Regions from separate parts of the Mus musculus genome. Here regions 2 and 3 are each linked to region 1. Evidence: chromatin contacts called from public HiChIP or PLAC-seq data. All regions are on one chromosome and are shown on one strand. Each heading gives the region's core, a stretch centred on a gene start, on an enhancer-like site or on the middle of the called end of the contact. The rest is flanking DNA. Distances are from core to core; before and after follow the strand shown. Region 1 overlaps Morc1 (microrchidia 1). Region 2 overlaps Cd96 (CD96 antigen). Region 3 has its middle 5.7 kb from the start of Nectin3.

Region 1 (3,914 bases), core at 939-3,438:
GCTGAGTTCTCCAAAGCTTCAGTGGAGGCACCCTATGGAGACCTGCAACCTGGGCTCTCTCTCCATCTAATGTTTGGATATGGGTCTCTGCATCTGCTCCCATCAGCTGCCCAAGGCAACCTCTCTGATAACGACTGTACTAGGCACTGATCTATGAGTATAGCAGAAAACAGTTAGGAACTTTTTTTTCCTTTTTTCTTTTTTTCTTTTTTTTTGGTGAGTTGTATTTGGTTCTATCTTAGGTCTCTAGACTATCCAGCCTCTGGTTCCTGGTCATCCTTGAGCTTCCTCTCATGTGGGCCTCATATTAGATCAGTCACTGATTGGCCACTCCCACCACCATTGCCCCAGTCCATCTTACAGGCAGGACAGATTGTAGGTTAAAGGTTTTGTGGATGATCTGGTGTCCCAGTCCTATCATGGGAAACCTTGCCTGATTACAAAAGATGGCTGATTCAGACTCTGTATCCTCCATACTAGAACTAATATTTTAAAAATATGTTTCCAGTAGTTTCTATGAGAAAGTTACTGATGATTTAGTTTATAGAAATTTATTTACTTATAAATATTCTATATACATGACTCTTCTATATGTATGTGTGTGCACATGTATGGGTGTTCATGTGTGTGCCACAATCTTTGCATGGGTGTATGCATGCCTGTAGAGACCAGAAGATAGCTGTAGATGTTATCTCTCAGACATCACCCACCTTGGAAGTTTTTGTTTGGTTGGTTTTGTTTTGTATTGTTTTTTGGTGAAACTGTCCCTCACCTGGCCTTGTGAGGTAAGGCAGACTTATCAGGAAGATGAAAGAATCCACTAGTCTCCTCCTCCCTAATACTGGGATTATAAGTGTGTGTCACTGTACCCAGCTTTTGAAAGTGGGTTCGTGTCCTCAAGCTCTTTCTTGATTTTTAATTTTGCTAAATGTCATATAATATTATATTTATCAGTTTTACAAGGATCCCTCCTTGTAACTCATACCTGCAATATCAGTACCAGGGGGGCAGAGGCAAGAGGACTGCCATAAGTTCTAGAATAGCCGAGTCTCCCAGCTTGCAGCCTGCCGGGTGGTACATAGTGAAGTTTTGCCTCCTCTTCACATACACACTATAATAACATAAAATCAAGTGCAGAGGACATTTGAATCATTTGAGCATCTTTAAAAAGGAATAGTTGTGAGGCCTCAGAGCTGCTCAGCTATATTAGACACAAGAATGTATAGGAAACCTGACAGTTTCAAATTGCCCCTATTTTGTTTATGTGTATGTGCATATGTTTTTGTGTGTGTCCATGTGTATGTGCATGTCAACAATTAACATCATGTGTCTTCTCCAACGATGTGAGATAGAGCCTCTCTATAAACTTGGAGCTTACCACCTTGCCTAACTATCTCTGGTCAGCAAGCTTAAGCAGCCATAAGTCCTCACCTCCCAGAGGTTACAAATACGCAGCACTGCATCTGGCTTTTTATGTGGGTGCTGGAGATCCAAACTCAAGTCTTTCTGCTTGCCTTCTCCCCAACCTTTAACAGCTCATAGGTCTTTGGGGTTTTTTGTTTTTTGTTTTTTGAGACAGGGTTTCTCTGTGTAGCCCTGGCTGTCCTAGAACTCACTTTGTAGAACAGGCTGGCCTCGAACTCAGAAATCCACCTGCCTCTGCCTCCCAAGTGCTGGGATTAAAGGCATGCGCCACCATGCCCGGCTTTCATAGGTCTTAATAGACAAAGATGTACATATCTTATGTCTCGAAATTTCTCCATGTTTGCTTGAAATACTGAAGCATTTGCTTCAAGCGTGTCCCTTTAGTTTGGGTTGCTGCTGCTTGCATTTTTTGTATTCTATACAGGCACTAAAAACTCCTGAACCCAGTAATAAGTTGGAATGCACATGAGCTCATAACCTTGCTCCTTCCTTTCATAGAAATTTACCTAACTCACTACATAGCTGAATTTCAGAATCAGGCACAAGAGCAGTATGTTCTCTTTGTATTAAAGTTGGTTCTCCTGGATAGCAACTCATCACCAGCAGGAAACTTGGGAATGCTAGAAAAGCACCAACATTCTACCCCAAAGTCCCTTAGTTCTGTTTGGCTTCTAGCATAGAGAGGAGACTCTAGCTAAGGGCTAGAAAACAGTAGCCAGCAGGGGCGGGATTCAGGATGTGAGATGTGGGATTAGCCTGAAAATGCAAACTGGCCTCACCTCACATGCACTTCCTCTGGCAGGAAGTGAAGTTGCATTGTGTGTTCTCAAAGTCAGGTCTCTGCATTCAGCCCACGTCTGCAGCTCCTGCTGAATCCACCGCGTGAACTATTTACTACTGAAGGATGCAGTCAAACCTTTTTATTTTTGAACTTTTTATTAGTAGTGAGAAACACGCCTGATAATCCCGAGCCTCACAATGGGTAGAAGTGCAGAGAAAACATGTCTAGGGCATGCTTGGCCCTTTATGCTCAACCTCAGTCTACATCATGCTCTGCCCCACAAGGCTCAGAGGACATCACGGAGGAGGCTTCTAAGAGTCAGAGATCAGGGCGATCTTCTATGAATCAGTGTCTTCTGAGCGTGGCAGGGCCGTTGCACCCATAAGCACAGGAGCTGTTGCTACGTGCATCTATAGTTTGCCCAAGACCAAGGCAGTCTACATTCTACCATGGGTGAGGGAGGAACACACAAATCCCAGACCTGAGTGGAGGCGCTATTTGCAGAGGATGACTTTTATAGAAAGGAGAGTTATTTTTCTTCAGAGGCATGGCCTTGCTCCAGTGGATGATGCCACACCTGTGTGAATATAGGCAGCATGAGTTGGACCTAGTGGATTTAAGAAAAAAAAAAAAAAAACAGGACGTGAAATTGAAAAGGGGGTGGATGTCTCTTAGCTGCATGACCAAGGCAACTTGGAAAAGAAAGCATTTAATGTAGAGTTTTACAGTTCCAGAGGATTCTTATTCATTGCGGGAAGTGGGGAGCATTGTAACAGGCAGGGAGGCATGGCAGGAGAACTAAAACCATAGCAGAGAACTTATATCTGAGGGAGGGAGGAAGGGAGGGAGGGAGGGAGGGAGGGAGGGAGGGAGGGAGGGAGGGAGGGAGGAGAAAAATATGCATAGGATATAAGAAAGCATACTAACTGGGAATGGTATGAGCTTTTAAAACCTGAAATAGGGCCGGGCGTGGTGGCTCACACCTTTAATCCCAGCAATTGGAGGCAGAGGCAGGCGAATTTCTGAGTTCGAGGCCAGCCTGGTCTACAGAGTGAGTTCCAGGACAGCTGGGGCTACACAGAAAAACCCGTCTCAAAAAACCAAAAAACCAGAAATATATGAATCTATGGGTACCACTCACATTTGAACATAAATTGGGGAGATCTGGGAGAAACTGGTGGGCAAGACTAGGGGGTAAATATAATTAAACTACATTACATACATAAAAATATAATGGAGTGTCATGAGAGAAGATAGTAATTCATCATAAATGATGCAACTACAACTCATAAAATTATGTCTTACTGTTTTTAATTAAGGAAAAATCCAAACTTGGGAGAATCCAGCCTTCAGGGGCAGACCTGACTCAGGGCAGTCCCTCATCTGTTAAGCTTTCGTTCATGCAAAGAAGCCAAAAGAGGAGCACAGAGGATACTCACTCGGACGTGGAGTTCATCTGCATGACGAAGATTCCGAAGAAGTCTGTGAAGAAGACCGTGAAGTACCTGCAGCCTGGTCACGCTCCAGCTCTATTGGAAAACCTCAAACTCGAGGACACAGCCCAGGCATGTCTCCCCCCCCCCCATTCTTTTCTCTTATTCACAAAATATATAATAATTCCCTTGTTCTGGAAATAGCATGTGGTAAAGGTTTTGCTTCATTTTCACATTTTTAGCTCACTCTAATTATGGGATGTACATTGCAACCT
Region 2 (3,914 bases), core at 592-3,091, 2.5 Mb before region 1:
TGTTAATAAGTACTTCAAAAACTTTATGGGTTTACATCTTGATAAACCTTTAAAATGTTTTGATATGCTATATAAATCTAACTAGCAATATAGTCCACACACTTAATAGCTGGTCACTAAGTTCACTCTTCCCTAGTTGTACCCACAAACACTCTGTGGTTTTTATGAACATTTATGTTGTCCCCATCTAAATGGGAAGTTTGGAGGGTTATTGCTATGGTTAATATGGTTTTGTTCCTGTACCTCTAAATCTTCTTCCCAGAGTCACAGTGTTGAAAGTGCTGCCCAGATGGAGACACTTGGCCTATGAAATCTCTTCCCACAAGAATGAGACCTTGAAGGGTCTAGAACATAGCTCACTGCCAACACTACCAAAACTGCAACCAAACAGAAAAGGTCACACCCAAAACAAGCATATAAACAAAATGGTGTTTGTGGGAGTAGATTTCCTGTCCTCCACCCTTCCAGTCTTCTGTCATGTAGGGCCATAGTAGTCGTCATCTGTAGAACAGCACGCAAACAACCGTCTCTGAAGCAGAGGGTCCAGTCCCTTAAACCATGCACCTTGATTTTTGGATTTCTTGCCTTACAGGATTGTGAGAAAAATAAGTCTCTGTTCTTCATCAACTCCCCAGTCTCAGGTGCCCTGTGACAGTAACACACAGCGGACTATGAGAGTTATAAAGCCATGCACAGCTCTGTTTACCCCGCCTCTGTTAACCCACGACCAGATTCATGATTACCTCGAAGACTCAAGAACCACAGGTTGCTTGGAACATACTATTCCTCCAGTAATATAAATATAATGAGATCTCATAGCAAATAACCAAAGGTGGGACTTTATTTAAAAGTTTGATACTGTTCACCATGCGCTTTCCTTATATTCTTTTAAAATGCTGTATTAAAGTATTTGTATTGATTGCTTGTTGGACCGTGAAAGGCAGTCTGTGTTCTGGTCGAGCGAGGCTTACTGGGGAGACCCAGTAGAAAAATCTACGAGGGACGGAACCTTAACCTATGCTCCCAGACACAAGCGCCTGACACCACATCAACTCCTCAACTCCATAATCCTGTGACTATCAGTCACATAGACAATGGCCCAGGGACGCCAAAACCGGCTCCCCGTAGTACCCAGCGGGTCTGTGGGAGTCCAAGCCGAGACTGTGCCTACCCTACCACCTGGAGCGGGGTTGTGCAGCCTATGAGGCCCGACGCTCCGTGGGGTCCGGCAGTAGTCTACCTGAGCTCTGGTAGAACACGGGTCTCCTACCTCTTTATTTCCCGCGCGTGGTGCTCCACAATTTCTGATTTGTGTTGCATTCCTGAATGTGGCTTTCATGGATAAGGGCCTTCCACATCTCACCCTAAATTTAGCCCTTAAGTTGCACAGCCAGTAAGGACTTGAACATAGCAGTTTCTCTCAAACCCCATGCTGTTAGTGAATTTCCTATGTAAAACCTTACAAGAGGTAGAGGGCTATCTTTGCTTTATCTGCTTGCAGTCTGTTTGAGATGAATACTTCACAAGAAAAAAGTTAAAAAAAAATTCAAGGCTCCAAGAAGGGATGTGACTATTTATTTAAATTATGTACAAACTGGTAACAAAATTTGGTGGAGACTAGATAGGTCATTTTGAATCACGGAACATTGTTGCTACATACTCCTTTGTCTGCAGTTAGTGCTGAGGCCTGTCGGTTTTTGTAGTGGGATCAGGGTTTCCAGTTCTGCAGAGAGCCGTTGGTGCTGTTACGTTTAGTGGTTCTTTCTTGTCTCTGGTTGGCTTCAGATGCTTGGAGCCAGCTCCGAGTTAGCTCGGGCTGCATTGAGCAGACACCCGGCAGGTGCAGTGTGCTCTGAGCTCTTTCATGGTCATTGCTTACCATAGTGCTTCCTGCTTCTCTATCTCCAGTGTACTTCACATCTTCACATTTTCTCCACGCACTCTCCACCCTGCCAGCACGGTCAAACCTGGCAGCACTGTCAAAGCAGGCTGCTTGCAACACTCCTTACATTTATTTTCAGGAGCAAGGATGAGTATCTCTAACCACCACTAGCTGTTAACCCTTTGTAGTCCTGGCTGTCTGTCCTGAAACTTGCTTGGTCGGTCTGGCTGACCTTGAACTTATAATAGATCTGCCTGCCTCTGCTTCCCAAATGCTGGGACTAAAGGCATACAGTACCATACTTGTTTTGCGGGTCCTTTGTATTTTGATAAGACCCAGGACAATGCCGATCAGCTGCCACCGGGTAAGAGGGAAGATGTTGTTTTCTAAATCACAAGGTTTCATATATGCACCTGAAACCATTGCTCCTTCCCTGATTATAAAACAGTGCAAAAACTAAAGAAAACTATGATGAAACAAACAATATTAAATGTCCTGTTCCCCCTTCATGATTTGAACTAGAAAAATCTGAAGCTCTTTTAACATTTTATTCATTCTTTGAGAATTTCATATATGTAGACTGTGTATTTTGATCACATCCAATCACACATATTATTTGAGAATTTCATATATGTAATGGTGTATTTTGCTTCTATGTACCCCTCTTCCACCTCTCGGATGCAATGTCTCCTCTCCCTCCATCCATCCTGTCCCTCACACCTTCCTCTTTTTTCCTCTTTCTCTTCCTCCTGCCTTGTTCTGCTTCTATTTCTGCTGCTTCTACTTCTTCTGCTTCTCCTTCTTCTCTTTCCTTCTCCTTCTTATTCTTTCTTCTCATTCGTGTTCTTCTTCATCTTCTCCCTTCTTCCTCCTTCTCCTTCTGCTTTACTGTCTCCTTCCTTTTCCTTCTTTATAACTCATGAAGTCTAGTGCTGACTATATATATAGGCTTAGGGATGTCCTTTAATGCCCTTTAGAGCGTGGGCAACCTATCGGGACCGCATCCCGGAAGAAAACCCATCAACCCTCTCCCAGAAGTCATCAAGTGCCAATAACTGTTCACTTGGGAGTGGGGACACATTAATTCATTTCCCATCCATGCGGAATGTTGACTGGCTTGATCCTGCGGATGCCTTGTGCAGTCACCTGCAGCTATTGTGATTTTGTAGGTGCAATGGCCCTGTCATATCATATGCAGAAGTCACTACCTCACAGAAGTCTTTTTACCCCTCTGACTTTTACAACAGCCTTTCTGCCCTTATTCCATGATGCTCCCAGAGCCTTGTGAGAAGTTGGTATGTTAGAGATGTCCCATTTGTGACTGGGCACTTCACAGTCATTTATAATTGGTGCTAGTTGTTCTGTCTCCGTGGCAAAAAAGAAGCTTCCCTCGTGAGCAGTAAAAGCTGTTTAATCTATGGGTATATTTATAAGTATTTAGACAGTCCTCTTTCTGTTTTTATTGATTTTAAAATATATTTTATGATTTCAAAGATTTCAAACAAGTACTTTGATCATATTCACCACAACTCTTCTCTCTAAATTCTCCCAGACCCATCTTCACCGCTTCACACCCCCAACCTTGTGTCCCCTCTGTGTTTTTTTAAAAAACAATCCATTGCATCCAATTTGTGCTGTTCCTGGACTACCAGGTGTGGGGCCATCCCTGGATGGAGGTAAAGCTACTAGAAGTCACATCCTTAAAGAGAACCAACTTCTCATTTACACAGAAGCTTTTAGCTGTCCCAAGCTCTTCAGTTAGGGGTATAGGATTCTAAGCATCTCCTGTTCCATGCCAGAATGCTGACTTCCTTGGTCTTCTACAAGTCTTATGCAGGCAACCACAAGCCACTGTAAGCTCATAAGCAGTGGTGAAGGATCTCTGTTTAGTTCATTGACTGTGGGATCACATATTTCCCTAAGATATTTTCCACTGTATACTACTAGTTTGTATGTATGACTACCAGGGTCTTGTTATAGCATGTGTCTGTCTTTTGCTATAAACTGTCTTCTATTATGTGATCCAACATAA
Region 3 (3,914 bases), core at 566-3,065, 2.1 Mb before region 1:
AGGGCCTCTCACTAAACTGTATCTCATCAAATAAGCTAAACTTTCCTAACCAGGGAGATCTAGAGATCCTTCTGTGTTGACTCCTCTAACACTGGGAAAACAGGTTTGGTTCTTAGCTCCTGGATTGTTTTGTGCCCTGTGTATTCAGATGCTGATTGCTGTGGCCAGAAATCTAGTTGCAGTCTGGACATTGTCATTGTCATGCTATTGAAGCATCTCCTGTCTCTAAGATGTGTAAAGATTGTTTTCCATCACCTCGGATTCGTTACTAAAGAGCTGGGTAGCCAATTAGCTGGCCAAAAGAGAATTATAGGGTGGGACTTCCAATCCCAGTTGGCTCTGGAGAAAAAAAGCGGGGTGGGGGGGGGGGAGGAGTAGGGGAAGAGAAGATGGACTAGGAGGAAAAGGACCAGGAAGATTCACAATGAGAGAACAGCCCCAAGGACACAAATAGAGCAGAGTGAGCCAGAGCAAGACCAAGACCGAAGCTAATGCCACAAGGTTGGGCCAGGCCAGCAGAGATCTAAACTCAGTTCCTCGCATATGCAAGCACTTTACTGGTTGAGCGTGTTCTTCTGGTGCTGTGTTTTCAACTATTGTCTCTTGACTGTATACTCCCAGAATTCTGCACTCTCGTTTCCAAAGGCCAGGGCTGCTATTCTACAGTCTATAGTCTGGCTTCCTGATTAGTTCTATCAGTAAGTCACTACATTCTAGGGCTTGCTTCTTTCCCTTGGTTGCTCCCAACAGCATCTGCGCCCCCACCCAGTAATTCTAAGTTATCTTGTCTTTAGGACTCGCTTCCAGACTTTCTGTTTAACAACTCTACATATCACACTCTTCACAGCCTTTCAAAGCTACCCACCCCAGAGAAGCTCTTCTTATTCGTTCCTCAGAGGAGCACTCCGGAACTCAGCATCTCTTCCCTGAACTTCTGAGCTCGGATAATCCAAATTTTCCCCTTTGTTTTCAGGACTCTAAAAGCAATAACTTCCTTCCTACCACATAAAGCCCCCTCTCTAGGAGATTTCATATGCTCCTTCTTAACACAGAGACCCCTTCCAACACCTTTGTAACACTTTCTTTTATAAACTTCTCTCTGTTAAATAACTTGGGCCTCCATCATCAGACCCCCATGCTCAGTTTTTCTCTGATTATTTCTTTACATCCTTACTTATAGATGTTGTTTTTCTCTATGTAAAACTGTTAAAACAGCAGAGAGCCGACATCACTCCATCGATACACAGCCGCAAGTCCAAATTGCAAAACTTTGTATTTCCTTGGCAGAGCTCGACATTTAGCAGAGGTGATCTTGAGAGCAGTGAGATGATGTTGTTACCTTAGTAATAAACAAATGGGTCTTAGTCGTTTTTGTTTTGTTTTGTTTTGTTTTGTTTTTTAATCCAGGTATTTTAAAATCCAGATACAAACGTCTCATTTTATGTGGCTTGGCTGATTTATTTCATTTACACATGTTGACTTAATTTAAGAGTCATTATGGGGTTAATAGATTATTCGGAAAAGAGTTGGACTCCTCAAGCCCACAGGGACAGCCTGCACGTATCACACATCTGACTACTGGCAAAATGTAGCTTACCTCCCTACCCTTCTATGATAATGCCAGCATTCCAAAGAACATAGTTTGAAAAGAAACATATTCAGGCAGAAAGCAGAGCTATGCTACAAGTGTTAGCATTCTGTCTAAGCTTCACCCCACAGTTACCAGGCAACAGCCAGGTATGCTCCGCCCTCTTGGGCTCTTTCCTTCCCCTGTTTTGGTTTAAGAGGGAAGCAAGAGAACAAGACAGGGAGAAGGGGACAAGCAGCCCCTTTTATAGTGGGCTGGGCTACCTTGCTGTTGCCAGGTAACTGTGGGGAGGCGCATACCTGGCTGTTGCCAGGTAACTGTGGGGAGGAGCTTAGACAGAATGTTAACAATAAAACTGAGTTGTTCAATAATAAAGTTGGTTGGATTGACAGATATAATTGAACTAGCCCTATTACTGGTGATAGCATCCATTTAAAGATGCGTACTCTAAAGGGAACAGAGAAGGAGGGCTAAGTTTTACCTAAAGAAGACTGGGAAAGCTTTACAATAAAAACAACATTTGGACAGTCTTAAAGTCTGGCCTGGAGTTTTCCATAAAGATAAGAGAAAGGGAGGGAGAAAGGAAGGAAGGAAGGAAGGAAGGAAGGAAGGAAGAGAAAGAGGGAGAGAAAGAAAAGAGAAAGAAAGAATGACAGTTGGAAGTTCCAAACACATGACATGTCACTATATGCTCTGGAAACCACAAGCATTTCTGTGTTGCTAGAGGGTAGTGCACAAGGGATATAAAACCGAAGATTAAAATGAACTCAGGTTGGCAGATGTGGTGGTTTAAATATGCTCGGCCTATGGGAAGTGGCACTATTAAGAGGCATGGCTTTGTTGGAATAGGTGTGGCCTTGGAGGAAGCGAGTCACTGTAAATGAGCTTTGAGGTCTCCTAGTGCTCAAGCTCCATCCAGTGCAGAAGGGCATCTCTTTCTGGCTGCCTTCAATCAAGTTGTAGAGCTCTCAGCTCCTCCTTCAGCACCATATCACCCTGCAGGCTGCCATGCTTCCTGCCGTGATGATAATGGACTGAGCCTCTGATAATGTAAGCCAGCCCCAGTTAAATGTTTGCCTTTATAAGAGTTGCCTTGGTCATGGGATCCCTTCACAGCACTAAAACCAAACATAGCAAGATTTCTGTTTGGGCTATTGTGTTGGTGTGGCTTGGGGTGTTTTGTTTTGTTTTTTTTTTAAGAATGTGTGCCATCCTATGAAATAGGAACTTAAGGATTCTTTGGGAAGTCATTTGGAGGGTGTTCTGCTGGAGCAAACACCACCTGAAAGAACAATTAGCTAAAGTGGACACAGGCAAAAGACTAAGGCAGCCTCCGGAAGGAATATTTAGCTGAAGTAGACACAGGTGATGTTCTGCTAAAGTGAGCATGTGAAAGGACACATAAATGAAGGATTTTTGCTAACAACACACCACACATGTATTGGACCACCTTACATTGTGTAGCTGAGCTGCATTTGTTATGACTCCATAGAGAGAAACACACCAAAAAACAAACAAACAAACAAACAAACAAACGAAAAACAAAAACCTTCTAGTGGTGTGCTGCAGTCTCTTGGGACTTCCACTGACTCAAGCTGATTGACAGAGTGATGGTCAGCTGAGACAGACACACGTGCTGAGGCAAGACCCGTGGAGGGCATGTGATGTTTGGAGGGCATAAAGAGGACTCAGTGGACAGTGACACAGGCTGAGCTTGTCCTGCTTATAGAGCTAGCTGTGCAATGCTTGTGGGTCTCACAGCTTCACTGATTGTCACTTCCTTGAGAGAGGTACAGACAAGAGCTTCTCCTGGCTTTCCTCCGGGTCCCTCCTGCTGACTCGTGCATGCCTAGGCTGAGGCCTGGCTGCCTCTGCTAGGTGGTGCCGCTGCCAGTTATTCATGTTTGCTATCCCAACTCCACCAAGCTGGACTGCTGGTAAAGTGTTTGTGAGTGGATCAGGTTGCAACTCCCTGCTAATGTGTGCACTGAACGGTTGCTTTCCAAACAACAGACAGGAGTTGCTCCAAAGAACCTTTCTAAACAGGTCCACTTCCCCTCCCTTCTAGGTAATAGGCTAAAAGGGAGGTTAGAGCATTTAAGAACCATCATTAGCTGGGTGGTGGTGACTCACGCCTTTAATCCCGGCACTTGGGAGGCAGAGGCAGGTGGATTTCTGAGTTCGAGGCCAGCCTGGTCTACAAAGTGAGTTCCAGGACTGCCAGGACTACACCGAGAAACCCTGTCTCGAAAAAAAAAAATCATTAAAAATAGGGTCTGAAAAAAAAATTAAAGTTACAATCCTACACACAAATAATGGGACTACA

Evidence for each region. HiChIP or PLAC-seq counts read pairs in DNA pulled down with a chosen protein or histone mark.
Region 2: a contact with region 1 is called in an H3K27ac HiChIP or PLAC-seq map of T-cell acute lymphoblastic leukemia, with 10 times the contacts expected there. The contact joins two enhancer-like sites. A contact is called at or near these places in 3 of 39 promoter capture datasets (frontonasal cranial neural crest, hippocampal neurons and liver), 2 of 484 Hi-C or Micro-C datasets (double positive thymocytes and frontal cortex) and 2 of 115 datasets of contacts at active chromatin or transcription factors (T-cell acute lymphoblastic leukemia and double positive thymocytes).
Region 3: a contact with region 1 is called in an H3K27ac HiChIP or PLAC-seq map of embryonic stem cells, with 6 times the contacts expected there. The contact joins two enhancer-like sites. A contact is called at or near these places in 11 of 39 promoter capture datasets (the 3T3-L1 cell line, cranial neural crest, embryonic stem cells and 7 more), 4 of 484 Hi-C or Micro-C datasets (LSK cells, cerebellar granule neurons, cochlea and 1 more), 5 of 115 datasets of contacts at active chromatin or transcription factors (astrocytes, embryonic forebrain, embryonic midbrain and 2 more) and 1 of 9 other capture datasets (embryonic stem cells).

The regions. Positions count from the first base shown.
Region 1 is chr16:48,583,368-48,587,281 of GRCm38.p6, forward strand. It overlaps Morc1 (microrchidia 1), which reads left to right. Exons shown (of 27, transcript NM_010816.1): 19 at 3,526-3,771. Among named protein-coding and RNA genes, the nearest start is that of Gm41458, 29 kb to the right of the region's middle. Within about 2 kb of position 2,189, at least 28 of the 459 cell types and tissues checked have an H3K27ac peak or open chromatin away from gene starts, as enhancers often do. A contact at or near this core is called in T-cell acute lymphoblastic leukemia, double positive thymocytes and embryonic stem cells, where this site is marked.
Region 2 is chr16:46,102,865-46,106,778 of GRCm38.p6, forward strand. All of the region lies in intron 3 of Cd96 (CD96 antigen), which reads right to left. Among named protein-coding and RNA genes, the nearest start is that of Cd96, 15 kb to the right of the region's middle. Within about 2 kb of position 1,842, at least 31 of the 459 cell types and tissues checked have an H3K27ac peak or open chromatin away from gene starts, as enhancers often do. A contact at or near this core is called in T-cell acute lymphoblastic leukemia and double positive thymocytes, where this site is marked.
Region 3 is chr16:46,500,751-46,504,664 of GRCm38.p6, forward strand. No RefSeq gene overlaps it. Among named protein-coding and RNA genes, the nearest start is that of Nectin3, 5.7 kb to the left of the region's middle. Within about 2 kb of position 1,816, at least 8 of the 459 cell types and tissues checked have an H3K27ac peak or open chromatin away from gene starts, as enhancers often do. A contact at or near this core is called in embryonic stem cells, where this site is marked.